2 separate regions of the Bombyx mori genome follow, and region 1 is linked to region 2. Evidence: chromatin contacts called from public Hi-C data. All regions are on one chromosome and are shown on one strand. The core of a region is the stretch at or near the end of the contact, and the rest is flanking DNA. Distances in the headings are between cores, read along the strand shown. Region 1 overlaps LOC101738783 (protein GDAP2 homolog). Region 2 overlaps LOC101738783 (protein GDAP2 homolog).

What was found. A called contact is a pair of places that touch in the nucleus more often than the background predicts.
Region 1: a Hi-C map of whole pupa shows a contact between it and region 2, with 7 times the contacts expected there. The contact joins two enhancer-like sites. A contact is called at or near these places in 2 of 7 Hi-C or Micro-C datasets (both in whole pupa).

Annotation. Positions count from the first base shown.
Region 1 is chr9:1,549,993-1,555,613 of ASM3026992v2, reverse strand. LOC101738783 (protein GDAP2 homolog) reads left to right here. Exons shown (of 12, transcript XM_062670001.1): 3 at 1,240-1,402; 4 at 3,057-3,199; 5 at 3,591-3,723; 6 at 4,885-4,994. The coding sequence starts at 1,257. Among protein-coding and RNA genes, the nearest start is that of LOC101738783, 45 kb to the left of the region's middle. Within about 2 kb of position 1,338, at least 3 of the 8 cell types and tissues checked have open chromatin away from gene starts, as enhancers often do.
Region 2 is chr9:1,492,812-1,498,966 of ASM3026992v2, reverse strand. It overlaps LOC101738783 (protein GDAP2 homolog), which reads left to right. Exons shown (of 12, transcript XM_062670001.1): 9 at 1,907-2,060; 10 at 3,388-3,527; 11 at 3,958-4,012. Among protein-coding and RNA genes, the nearest start is that of LOC101738647, 14 kb to the right of the region's middle. Within about 2 kb of position 3,461, at least 3 of the 8 cell types and tissues checked have open chromatin away from gene starts, as enhancers often do.

The DNA.
Region 1 (5,621 bases), core at 89-2,588, 59 kb before region 2:
ACCAAAATTAGCCAATTCGGTCCAGCCGTTCTCGAGTTTTAGCGAGACTAACGAACAGCAATTCATTTTTATATATATATATAGGTAGATTATACTCGTTTTTTTCCTACCTATTCGCTGGTAGCCTAAGGAGCTACTCCAGCTACGTACGGATGGACAGGTGAGCTCACGGGCTCAACCTAAAATAATTTGCTAACACTAGCCCTAGCAAGAGCAGTGCTTCACAGAATCTACCGCCGGATTGGAATCGCGACCCACTGAGAAGATCCGGCAAGAAACTTAGTGGGCTTGTGTCTATAGAGAGTTCACTTTTGCTTGTTACCTGTGTAACCTTCCTTTATTATTTGACAGGTTAATTTAACAAACATCGCGGTCAGAATTACGCCAAAATTAAAAGTACTATTTATTAAATCCAAAATTTTGAGTTTTTCATGGTTTCCATGGTCGCGGACGATCAAGAGGTTATTGATATTTGAATATTATGCGCTAAGGCCAACGTTAAGCTCTTACGATTGATGAACTTTATTCATCATTTTTATGTATAATTTATAAGATAAGACGCCGGGTGTGTTTGGATCAAGCGAAGTCACAATGCCGATGTTCGTGTTAGGCGGACAAGCAAGGTGTATTCGCGCTCGAGCAGCTGTTAGCAAAATCCCATCCCTCCTGGCTGAGTCTTTGCTCGCCCACCTTTTCTTTTCTTTTTTATTGCATAGATGGGTGGACGAGCTCACAGCCCACCTGGTGTTAAGTGGTTACTGGAGCCCATAGACATCTACAACGTAAATGCGCCACTCACCTTGAGATATAAGTTCTAAGGTCTCAAGTATAGTTACAATGGCTGCCCCACCCTTCAAACCGAAACGCATTACTGCTTCACGGCAGAAATAGACAGGGTGGTGTTACCTACCCGTGCGGACTCACAAGAGGTCCTACCACCAGTGATTACGCAAATTATATTATAATTTTTGCGGGCTTGATTTTTATTACACGATGTTATTCCTTCACCGTGGAAGTAAATAATGAAGATTTGTTGATTACGTATAATATTTCATTAGAAAAATTGGTACCCGCCTGGGATTCGAACATCGGTGCAACGCTCAACACGAATGCACCGGACGTCTTATCCTTTAGGCCACGACGACTTCAAAACTGGAAATCCAATTATATTTCTCCGTTTAATGATGCGTTTTTTTATTTATTTCATCCTCGTGTAAATTAATACTTTAATATTTCCAGATAGTTCGGTGTGCGGGATGCGCGCGCCGGGCGAGTGCTGGTCGGTGCCGCGCTGGTCGCAGACGGTGGCCCCTCCCCCCGCCGACTACTCCAACTGCACCCCGCTGCACGCCCAGCCCGTGTTCCTGCACGACGACGCGATCAACGACCGCCTCGCGATATGGTCAGTAAAGTCCGATGCACACCAGCTTAACCGCCCTTTTGTTTTTTCCTACCTAAGCTGATAGCCTTGTGAGGCTATATCAGCGTCGCCTTAACTAGTAGGTGAGCTCACGCGGCTCAAACCTGATGACGTTGCTAACACGAACCCTAGTAAGAGCCGTGTTTTTCAGAATCTACCATCGGATCGGAAACGCGTCCCACTGAGAAGATCCGGCGAGAAACGCAGTGGGCTGTGTCTGAGGGTTAAACCGCCCAAAATCTGAGTGAGGAACGCAGTTCTTTTTATCGCTTGGACAGAAACTCTTATAGACACAGCCCACTGAGTTTCTCCCCGGAACTTCTCAGTGCGTCGCGTTTCCGATCCGCTGGTAGATACTGCGAAGCACTGCTCTTGCTAGGGTCAGTGTTAGCAACACTCCAGTTTGAGCCCCGTGAGCTCACCTACACACGTTAGGGTGAAGCTGAAATAGCCTCTCAAGGCTATCAGCATAGGTAGGAAAAAAAAGACAAACTCTTCTATGTCTCTTGTTAATGTTATCCACTCCCGCGATACTCTCACTGCACAATGACCTAAAGCAGATCATTACCTAATGCCGTTTTAGTGCAATGACTAATCCTTGAGGTGTAGTATGTAAATATGGTCACGGCCACATCGAAAATAGCCTGCAAGAACTGGATGAGTAGGAGCCCAGTGCCACGTCAACGGGAGGAACCATTGTCCACTTGGCATCGAGTTGGGGCTTTTGATGATAATGCCTTTTATGACTGTCTGCTATAAACTAGTCTAAGTTGTACCATTAATCGCTTAAAGAGTGATCAACTAATAAATCAGCCCTGATATATCACACATATTCTTTTGAATGACCATTCTGCCACGCAACGCCGAGTCGAACTCGAAGAAGTTCACTGTAAGATAACGTCTATAAAGTGAGACAGATTTCAATTCCTACCAGATTTTCTATGCATTAAAGGGTGCTGCAACTTTTTCTTCATCAACAATTCAGTTTCGAGTTTGTAATTTTTTTTATTGTTTAGATTGGTGGACGAGCGCAAAGCCCACCTGGTGTTAAGTGGTTACTGGAGCCCATAGACATCTACAACGTAAATGCGCTACCCACTTTGAAATATAAGTTCTAAGATCTCAGTATAGTTTTTTTTTTTACGCCTTTCCCCGCCCATAGCCTCGGCAGGACCTTATTATTCCATGTAACACATTCATACCATTTCTCGCTTGTATGCTTCTCGCACTGACATGCCTCATACTATTTCTTTCTTTCATCCATCACCTTACTTTCTTAGCCGGGTGGGACTCCCGCTACTTTGACTATCTTTTATTTTTATCTCTTGGGGGAATAATTTAACTACGTATATGACTGTTTATTGTAACCGTGGTGTTAGTACATTAATTTTTTGTTTAACAGCTTTACAACATTGTCCTCTCAGTATAGTTACAACGGCTGTCCCACCCTTCAAATCGAAACGCATTACTGCTTCACGGCAGAAATAGGCAGGGTGGTGGTACCTACCCGCGCGGGCTCACAAGAGGTCCTACTACCAGTAATAATACTACCACCAGTAATATTAACTTTACCACCAGTAAAAATAAAAGTACCTTTATTGTGATGGTCTAAATATATGCCCTTTCTCGTTTCCAGGCAAGGCGACATAACAAGCTTGAGAGTGGACGCAATTACCAACACCACGGACGAGACGCTGACGGAGAGCAATGAAGTCAGCGACCGCATCATGCAAGTGGCTGGTCCGGATCTGAAAGAAGAGATCATACTCCGGGCACATGGTATGCAATTTTTTTTATATTTTTTTTATTTCTTAGATGTCTCGACGAGCTTACAGCCCACCTGGTGTTAAGTGGTTATTGGAGCCCATAGACATCTACGACGCGAATGCGCCACCCACCTTGAGATATAAGTTCTAAGGTCTCAAGTATAGTTACAACGGCTGCCCCGCCCTTCGAACCGAAACGCATTACTGCTGCACGGCAGAAATAGGCAGGGTGGTGGTATCTACCCGTGTGGACTCACAAGAGGTCCTACCACCACTAAAATTATATAATGCGTGCTGATGGAAGTGTCTAGATACGTTAAATTCTTGAAAGGAGATCCAGCAGTGGATGTCTATGAGCCGATATGAGCCAGTCACGTATCCTAACTGGAGATGTGTGTTTCCAGAGTGCCGCACCGGCGAGGTGGTGGTGACGCCGGGGTTCGGTCTGCAGTGCCGGCACGTCATCCACACGGTCTGCCCGAAGTACGTGTTGAAGTACCACACCGCGGCCGAGAGCTCGCTGCACAACTGCTACAAGTACGTGCGATGTTCAATACTCAATGAAACTCCAAACTGTTTCTGAGCCCGTACTGATGATACGCTTGGGATTTTTTTTTTTTAAATAATCCTAAATTTTCATTACATTATTTAGAATGACTTGTATTTAATGTGAAACACCGCCACGTGCCGTCAAATTAACCAACAATAGTTTGCTTTAGGTGGTATGTTCTCGAAACCCACTCGCTATGGTATTTAAAAAGAACGGTAGACAGTGGCTTGGCTCTGCCCCTGGCATTGGTGAAGTCCATGGACGATGGTAACCACTCACCATCAGGTGGATCATATGCTCGTTTGTCTACAAGGAATGTGGGAATCCTGTGACCCTTAGCGTAACAGTCAGGGTCACTGACTATTGCACCACCGAGTCAGTTAAGTCTGTTGTGTTACGGCTGACAAGACCCCCTCCCCATGCTGGAATGTATCGCTATTCGGCGACAGAAACACACAGGGCGGCATTGCCTATCCGCACGAGCTCGGTTGACGGCCGCAGTGTATGTGTTACGGTTAATGTACACTCTTGGGAAATATACACTTTTACCGGTAAATGTTCACATTTGCCAACAATTTAGGTATATGTGAACTGAATTTAATGTATAAGTACATTTTTCGGCAAATGTGTACTCTTGCCTTCACGTTTTAGTAAATGTATACTCTTACCTTCATGTAATAAGAAAAATTGAAATAAAAATAAATTAATAATGTTGTTGCAGTAATAAAATATATATTTAAATAAACAAAATAAAAGGCTTTAATAACGAAAATTATTTTAATTAAAAAATGTAAATGACAAACAAAACATACTTTTCTTTGCATATTATATAATATTTCGTAGGTTAGGTTAGGTGAGGTTGTAGTGGTGCGCATGCGCACCACATTACTAGCACTTGCTATTTCGTATTTTGTATGCTATGCTCACATTTAAGAAAATGACATGTTTGTAAATTCAATGTACATTTCCCTTCTTTGAAATTATAAATGTTAGTTGAACGCACATTACCCAAACGAGGGGGCTAATGTGCACATTTACCGGAAAATGCGTACATTTGCCGCAATATCTACTTTTACCGTAACATAATTATGTCTTATATGTATAAATGGTGTGTTGTTGTATGTACATTTGCGTCGTCCGTTGTCCAGGAACGTGCTGCACGCGGCGGGCTCGCTGGGCGCGCGCTCGCTGGCGCTGTGCGTGCTCAACACGCAGCGCCGCAACTTCCCGCCGGACGTCGCCGCGCACGTCGCGCTACGTACGTACTACCACTGCACTACGCTTATAGTTCCCTCCTGATTCCGTGGAAGTTCATCGATATTTTTCTTTTTTTAAGGGATTTTATGACCTGGTAACTAAGATCAATTGTTTAATATCTGTGAAAGTGCACAAATGTAGGAAAATGAAACAAAGTCGCTGGACGTAACTTCTCGAGATCCTTCAAAAAGTCCAATGAAAAAATCTCAGAAAATGACCATCATTTTACTGAGATTATATTTCATCCCACATCATCTGATATCATTTAATTTCATCCCAGTTGATTAATGTCTCAAATTAATCATATTCATTTCATTTCACTCCATATTATCATTATTCATAAAAACAAAAAATAAAAATTCTAATAAGACATGACTTAAAGGTCTTAGTTACCAGGTCATAAAATCCATTTAAAAAAAAAACGGTTGTCTGTAATACTCTACTCTTACTCTATGTGCTAAAGTCGGTTTACTGACGATAGTTGAACGTGACAACGTCATAAGAAAATACTGATGGAATGGTTTTATTTTTCAAAAGAAAATTTTAATTTTATTTGTTTGATAGATATTTTGTATGGACAATTGACACCACATTTACTTTTCACTGAACTTCATACTTGACGAAAACA
Region 2 (6,155 bases), core at 2,212-4,711:
AACGTTTACCTACGTTAGCCGCTAGGGGCGCTGTTCCAACTGCATACAAATTTGAGTTAACTTTTACGCTATCGAGGACGTTAAATACTCGCACTAACCTAAAAACGGTCAAACCGCTTCGGAGTCTGTAGAGGACGTACATACATACATACATACATACATACATACATCGACTTTTTTTTTATTATTTTTTAGATGGGTGGACGTGCTCACAGCCCACCTGGTTGTTAAGTGGTTACTAGAGACCATAGACGTCTACAAAGTAAATACGCTACCCACCTTGAAATATAAGTTCTAAGGTCTCAGTAGTTACAACGGCTGTCCCAGCGTTCGAACCGAAACGCATTACTGCTTCACGGCAAAAATAGGCAGGGTGGTGGTACGGACTCTCACAAGTGGTCCTATCACCGATAAAGAATTGGAATTTGATCGTTTCCAAAAATCTAAGTTTATAAGTATTTCTTACTCACCACTACGTACTAAGTAATTTAATAATATAATATGTATAATGTTGTTTTCGTTCTAATAATAGTGCATTACAAAAAGCGTATTCATAGTACGTGACCGGCATAATATGAGACAGCTTCACGTAGTCCTGTGTTAATTTACACATATAAATATTTATGTTCTTGATTGATAGTTACTACTAAAATAGAATACACACATTGACGGTCGCCGTTATAATTGGATCTCTTGTTCTATCCTCAAATAGGTGGGAATGTGTTGATATTAGGGATCTTCGTTTTATAGTCACAAGTTTTCAGGCCAAGGACGCGGTTGTTGGAAGTCGCGAAGTTTAAAATTACAATATTATATATATACTAGCTGACCCGGCAAACATTGTTTTGCCATATATAAGATTTCTAGGGAATTTCTAATGTAGAAAAAAAAAAGAACTTATTGTAAGTGTGTAAGGATGTGGTAAATGAGTGAAAGAGATATGTAGTGCTGTGAACGATGAGGAAATATATAATAAAAATAACAAAACCTCATTCAACTACATAATACCTCATTCTAACAAAAAAATAATGTCCAAATAAAAAAAATATGTTAGGGGTGGACAGCCCTAATCACTTAGGGGTATAAAAAATAGATAGTAGCCGATTCTCAGGCTTACTGAATATGCATAAAAAATTTCATGAGAATCGGTCAAGCGGTTTCGGAGGAGTATGGGAACGAACATTGTGACACGAGAATTTTATATATTAGATTTATATACGTGGAATGCGTAGAACGCTCGCGGTAACGTCATTAAGAATTAAAATTAGTTTGTGTCCCCAATCAATAGTATATTTATAAACGTAGGTACAAAGATATTTGAATTATTTCTGATACGTCACAGCTGGCTTTAATCCAAATCGGATTCGTTTGTTGGTTTATTATTATAATATTGTCTTACTGTATGAGGAAAGGTATAGGTATATGAACTTGTCGGAGCCACATCAAAACATCCACGTTGAGATGTGAGGTATGCCGTGATTGGTAACCTTGTACGATTTTTTTTATTGCTTAGATGAGTGGACGAGCTCACAGCCCACCTGGTCTTAAGTGGTTACTGCAGCCCATAGACATCTACAACGTAAATGCGTCACCCACCTTGAGATATATGTTCTAGGTCTCAAGTATAGTTACAACGGCTGCCCCACCCTTCAAACCGAAACGCATTACTGCTTCACGGCAGAAATAGGCAGGACGGTGGTACCTAACCGCGCGGACTCACAACAGGTCCTACCACCAGTAATTACGCAAATAATAATTTTGCGGGTTTGATTACAAAAATGTTACAAAAATGTCGCATAAAACAAACAGCCTTTCAGCTGTCGATGAATAAAAGGAAACTACTTCAAATTATATAATATGTATAAACAACAACAATAATTATCACGTAAATATATTTTTCTTAAAGATATGAAAGACTGCTGCGGCGTGCCAAGTCCGAAGACCTGAGCGAGGTATCTGGGATCGGATGTCTATATCAGAGCGGCGTGGATCGACTGGGTCGGCCCGTGGTCGTCTTCATCGGGAAATGGTTCCCCATTGGGGACATAGACTTGGAAAAGGTAAGCTCTTAGAAACTAAACTGACCTAGCTAAAGAATAGACTAGAGTAAGGCTTGGAAAAGGTAAGCTGTTAGAACATAAACTGACTTAGTAAAAGAATAGACTAGAGCAAGGATGAGCTAGACGCGGCCCGCGTTTCTATGCATTTCTAAAATTGAATTTATTTAACCGATTTTTCCCATCAATTCGTTTTTCTGTTCTTTTCTTGTTTGTTTTTAATAGAAAAATATAGTTTCGTAAATTATTAAAAAGAGTTAACCTATGTGAGATTTAAACAAACACATAAACAAACAAACAAAAACAATAATTTTATAACTTAGCTCTAATATCCTGACTGGTGTTGACAGTGTTATAAAAATATGAAATTAAATTTCAACTGCGTTTTAACGTTTATTTTAGCGTGTCTTTTTTAATTTTTTAAACTACATACATTACGGCTCAGTCTTGCGTTTATAATTTTTTATTTTCTTGTTACCGACATTTAAAATACCCTAATTAGTGTTATCTGCGATCCTCTTGTCGTGAAGCTGTAAAGCCCAGTCAAATAAACTGTGAAACCTCAAGATACTTTTAGTATTTCTGTGTGCGAAGAAATGAAATATAAAAAATATGTGTATACAGATAAAATAGACTGTAGTAACACAATATTCGAATGTCGATAAATACGATACCTTAGATGTCTACCTACGCCGACGAAAATTGTAAACTATTCGCAACGTTCTAAATAATAAAATGAAAATGATAAATGTGAGATTAAACCGTAAAATCAGTTTCATTGTCTGGTGTAAACTCCTAGTGGTGTGGCAACATTTTCAACCAAAGTAGACAAATATACATAACACACAATTGAAATTTAAGAGTATTCAAAGAGCCATTTTCTTTAAGCGTATTATATTTTTAAAGGCTTGTGTTTCAAAAATGTTTACTCGTCTCTTACAAAGCGAGATAATAAGTAATATTCCGTGCCTAAACTAAACTTTTCTCTGAAGAGCCGTAGCCGAGGAGTTTAACCCATAGAGACAGCCCATTGAGTTCCTTGCCGGATCTTCTCAGTGGGTCGCGTTTGTGATACGGGGGTAGATTGGAGCACTACTCTTGCTAAGGTTAATGTTAGCAACTTCATTAGATTTCAGCCCCGTGAGCTCACTTACTTGTTAGGGTTATGCTGAAATAGCCCCTCAAGTTCATCAGCTTAGATAGGAAAAAAAGGGGTTAAAGAGCCGGGCCTTCCCGACCTTTGGCCTAAACTAACAAAGCATATATTTCAGACCGCAGGTACTCGGTCCTTTGAGCGCAAAATGTTGATTGTTGGTTAATTTTTTTTCAGGCACTCCTATACCTGATCAAACTCCTGGATCCGATCGTGCGCGGTGACTACGTGATCGCGTACTTCCACACGTTGGCCTCGTCGGCGAACCATCCGCCCTTTTCGTGGCTCAAGGAGGTGTACACGGTGCTGCCTTACAAGTACGTTGATTCTAATAGCCCTCTCTGCACTTGGTTGACGAACAGTCTTCCTATTAACGCTAGTTTCTAAATTGTTTTGAAAAAAAAACAGAATTGTTTAAATAAATCATCATCATAGCCGGTTACTCTTGACAGAGCTGTCAGAACTGTTTGATAAGTTCACCGAATGTTCATAGACAGTGAGAACGAGCTCTGCTCCGGTCGTGAAGAGTGAGATTACGTGAATTGAATTAAAAACAATTCCTCGGGGCACCCTTCGACCACAACCCTGCCTATTTCTGCCGTGAAGCAGTAATGCGTTTCGGTTTGAAGGGTGGGGCAGCCGTTGTAACTATACTGAGACCTTAGAACTCATGTTTCAAAGAAACGAATCAGACAGTCCCGTATTTCGAAACTGCATAATGTAAAAATCCTAATGTTACGTTCACAGATACAAGAAGAATCTGAAAGCTTTCTACATTGTTCATCCTACGTTCTGGACTAAGGTGAGTTTCAAATTTAATATGAATATATATGAGGTCGTCAACGCAAAACCGGCTAAGCTAAGCTTACCATAGTTACTATGGAGCTATGAGGTTTAAGTTTCCATGAATTTTAATTTGAGTATGCAAAAAAACAATACCCGTCAAAATACCTAATGTTTACAAAGCCATCTGTTATCTATGGATGAAACTATGGATAGGCCGGTTTTGCACCCAAATTTATTATATTTTAAATAAATTCCATTATACATAATATAAGCTTGAATAAAAAAATATTTTGGGCTAGACCACTTTTTTTTCCTACCTAAGCTGATAGCCTTGAGAGACTATTTCAGCGTAACTTTAGCTAGTAGGTGAGCTCAGGGGGCACAAACCGGAGTGATGCTTCGCAGAATCTACCACCGGATCGGAAACGCAACCCACTGAGAAGATCCGGCGAGAAACTCAGTGGGTTGTGTTGGGGGTGGCTAGACCATTTTTGCGCTGACTGCCTAATATAACGGCGAAGGCGATAGGTCGGCGGCATCAGTAATGCTTTCCAGTGGGGGGTCAATGACGTAGATTCGAAGTCTCAACTGTTAACACTTCTCAATTGGTCATGAACGGTGGGTGTTTCCCGAGCGCTATGACATGTTGTACTTCAAACGAGGCTTGTGGAGTATTAGACGGTAGGCAGTGGCTTGGCTCGGACCCTGACATTGCTGACGTCAATGAGCGACGGTAACCACTCACCATCAGGTGGGCCGTATGCTCGTCTGCCTGCATATTAAAAAAAAAGAAGTGATTTTAATAAAAATAATTTGAGACAAGTGAACTAGTGGTCCCGTTTTGAGGTCCGATCTGCTTTGTTTATTCTCAAAAAATACGAAAGAGCCACTACAGTCCGTTCGGATATTATTGAATGGCCCACCTAGGTTTAAATGGTTACTGGACATGGCTAGTGGACCCCATAGATATTGACAACGTTTTTTTTTTTTTTTTTTTTTTTATTGCCTTTGTAGGCAGACGAGCATACGGCCCACCTGATGGTAAGTGGTCACCGTCGCTCATGGACGTCAGCAATGCCAGGGGCAGAGCCAAGCCGCTGCCTACCATAAAGGACTCTCCGCAAGCCTCGTTTGAAGAAGGACATGTCACAGCGCTCGGAAAACACCGTGGAGGGGAGTTCATTCCAAAGCCGGATGGTACGTGGCAAAAAAGATCTTTGGAAACGCACTGTCGATGAACGCAGCGGTTCCAGATAATATGGATGAACTCTGCTCCGATGGCGGGAGGTGCGATGATAAAAAGGAGATGAGGGAATCATCTCGAATAATTCCTCAGAGCATTCCCCATGGACCATGCGGTATAAAACACAGAGAGAACCGAAGTCCCTCCGTAGACCCAGAGGTTCCAAGCGATCCGCGAGAGCAGGACTATCGACCATCCGAACAGCCCGTTTCTGTATGGAGTCAAATGGAAGTAGCTGGTATTTGGGAGCCCCGGCCCAGAGGTGAGAGCAGTACTCCACGCGAGGTCGGACCTGCGCTTTATAAAGCGCAAGTCTCTGTCCAGGCGTGAAATACCGCTTCGCTCTGTTGAGAACTCCCAACATTTTAGAGGCCAATTTGGCTTTACCTTCCAAATGACTCCGAAACTGGACATCGCTCGAAATATCGACCCCCAGAATCCCGATACTCGCGGAAAGCTGCAGGGATACTCCTTGAAATTCCGGCGCCATGACAAAAGGGTCCTTCTTCGCAGTGAACGCGCAAACCTGTGTCTTCAATGGGTTGAACTGAACTGAATTCAGTTCACCCCACTTGGAGACCCGCCCCAGAGAGTTCTCCACTTCAGACACAAGTTTTAATCGCCTCTCGTGTACAACGCTTCGAGAGAGACTCTGATGGCCGATATATCGCGCATCCCCCGTGCTATCATCCGCACAGCAATGCATGCCATCAATAGATAGCATGTCATTGATATGCAGTATGAAAAGCGTGGGGGAGAGCACCGAACCTTGTGGAACACCAGCGTTGATGGTCATGGTATCGGAGCAGCAGCCGTCGACTACAACTGCGATGCTCCGTCCATCCAAAAAGCTAGCGATCCACTTGCAGAGTCCCTCAGGGATCCCGTATGCTGGAAGCTTCGATAGAAGTGCCCT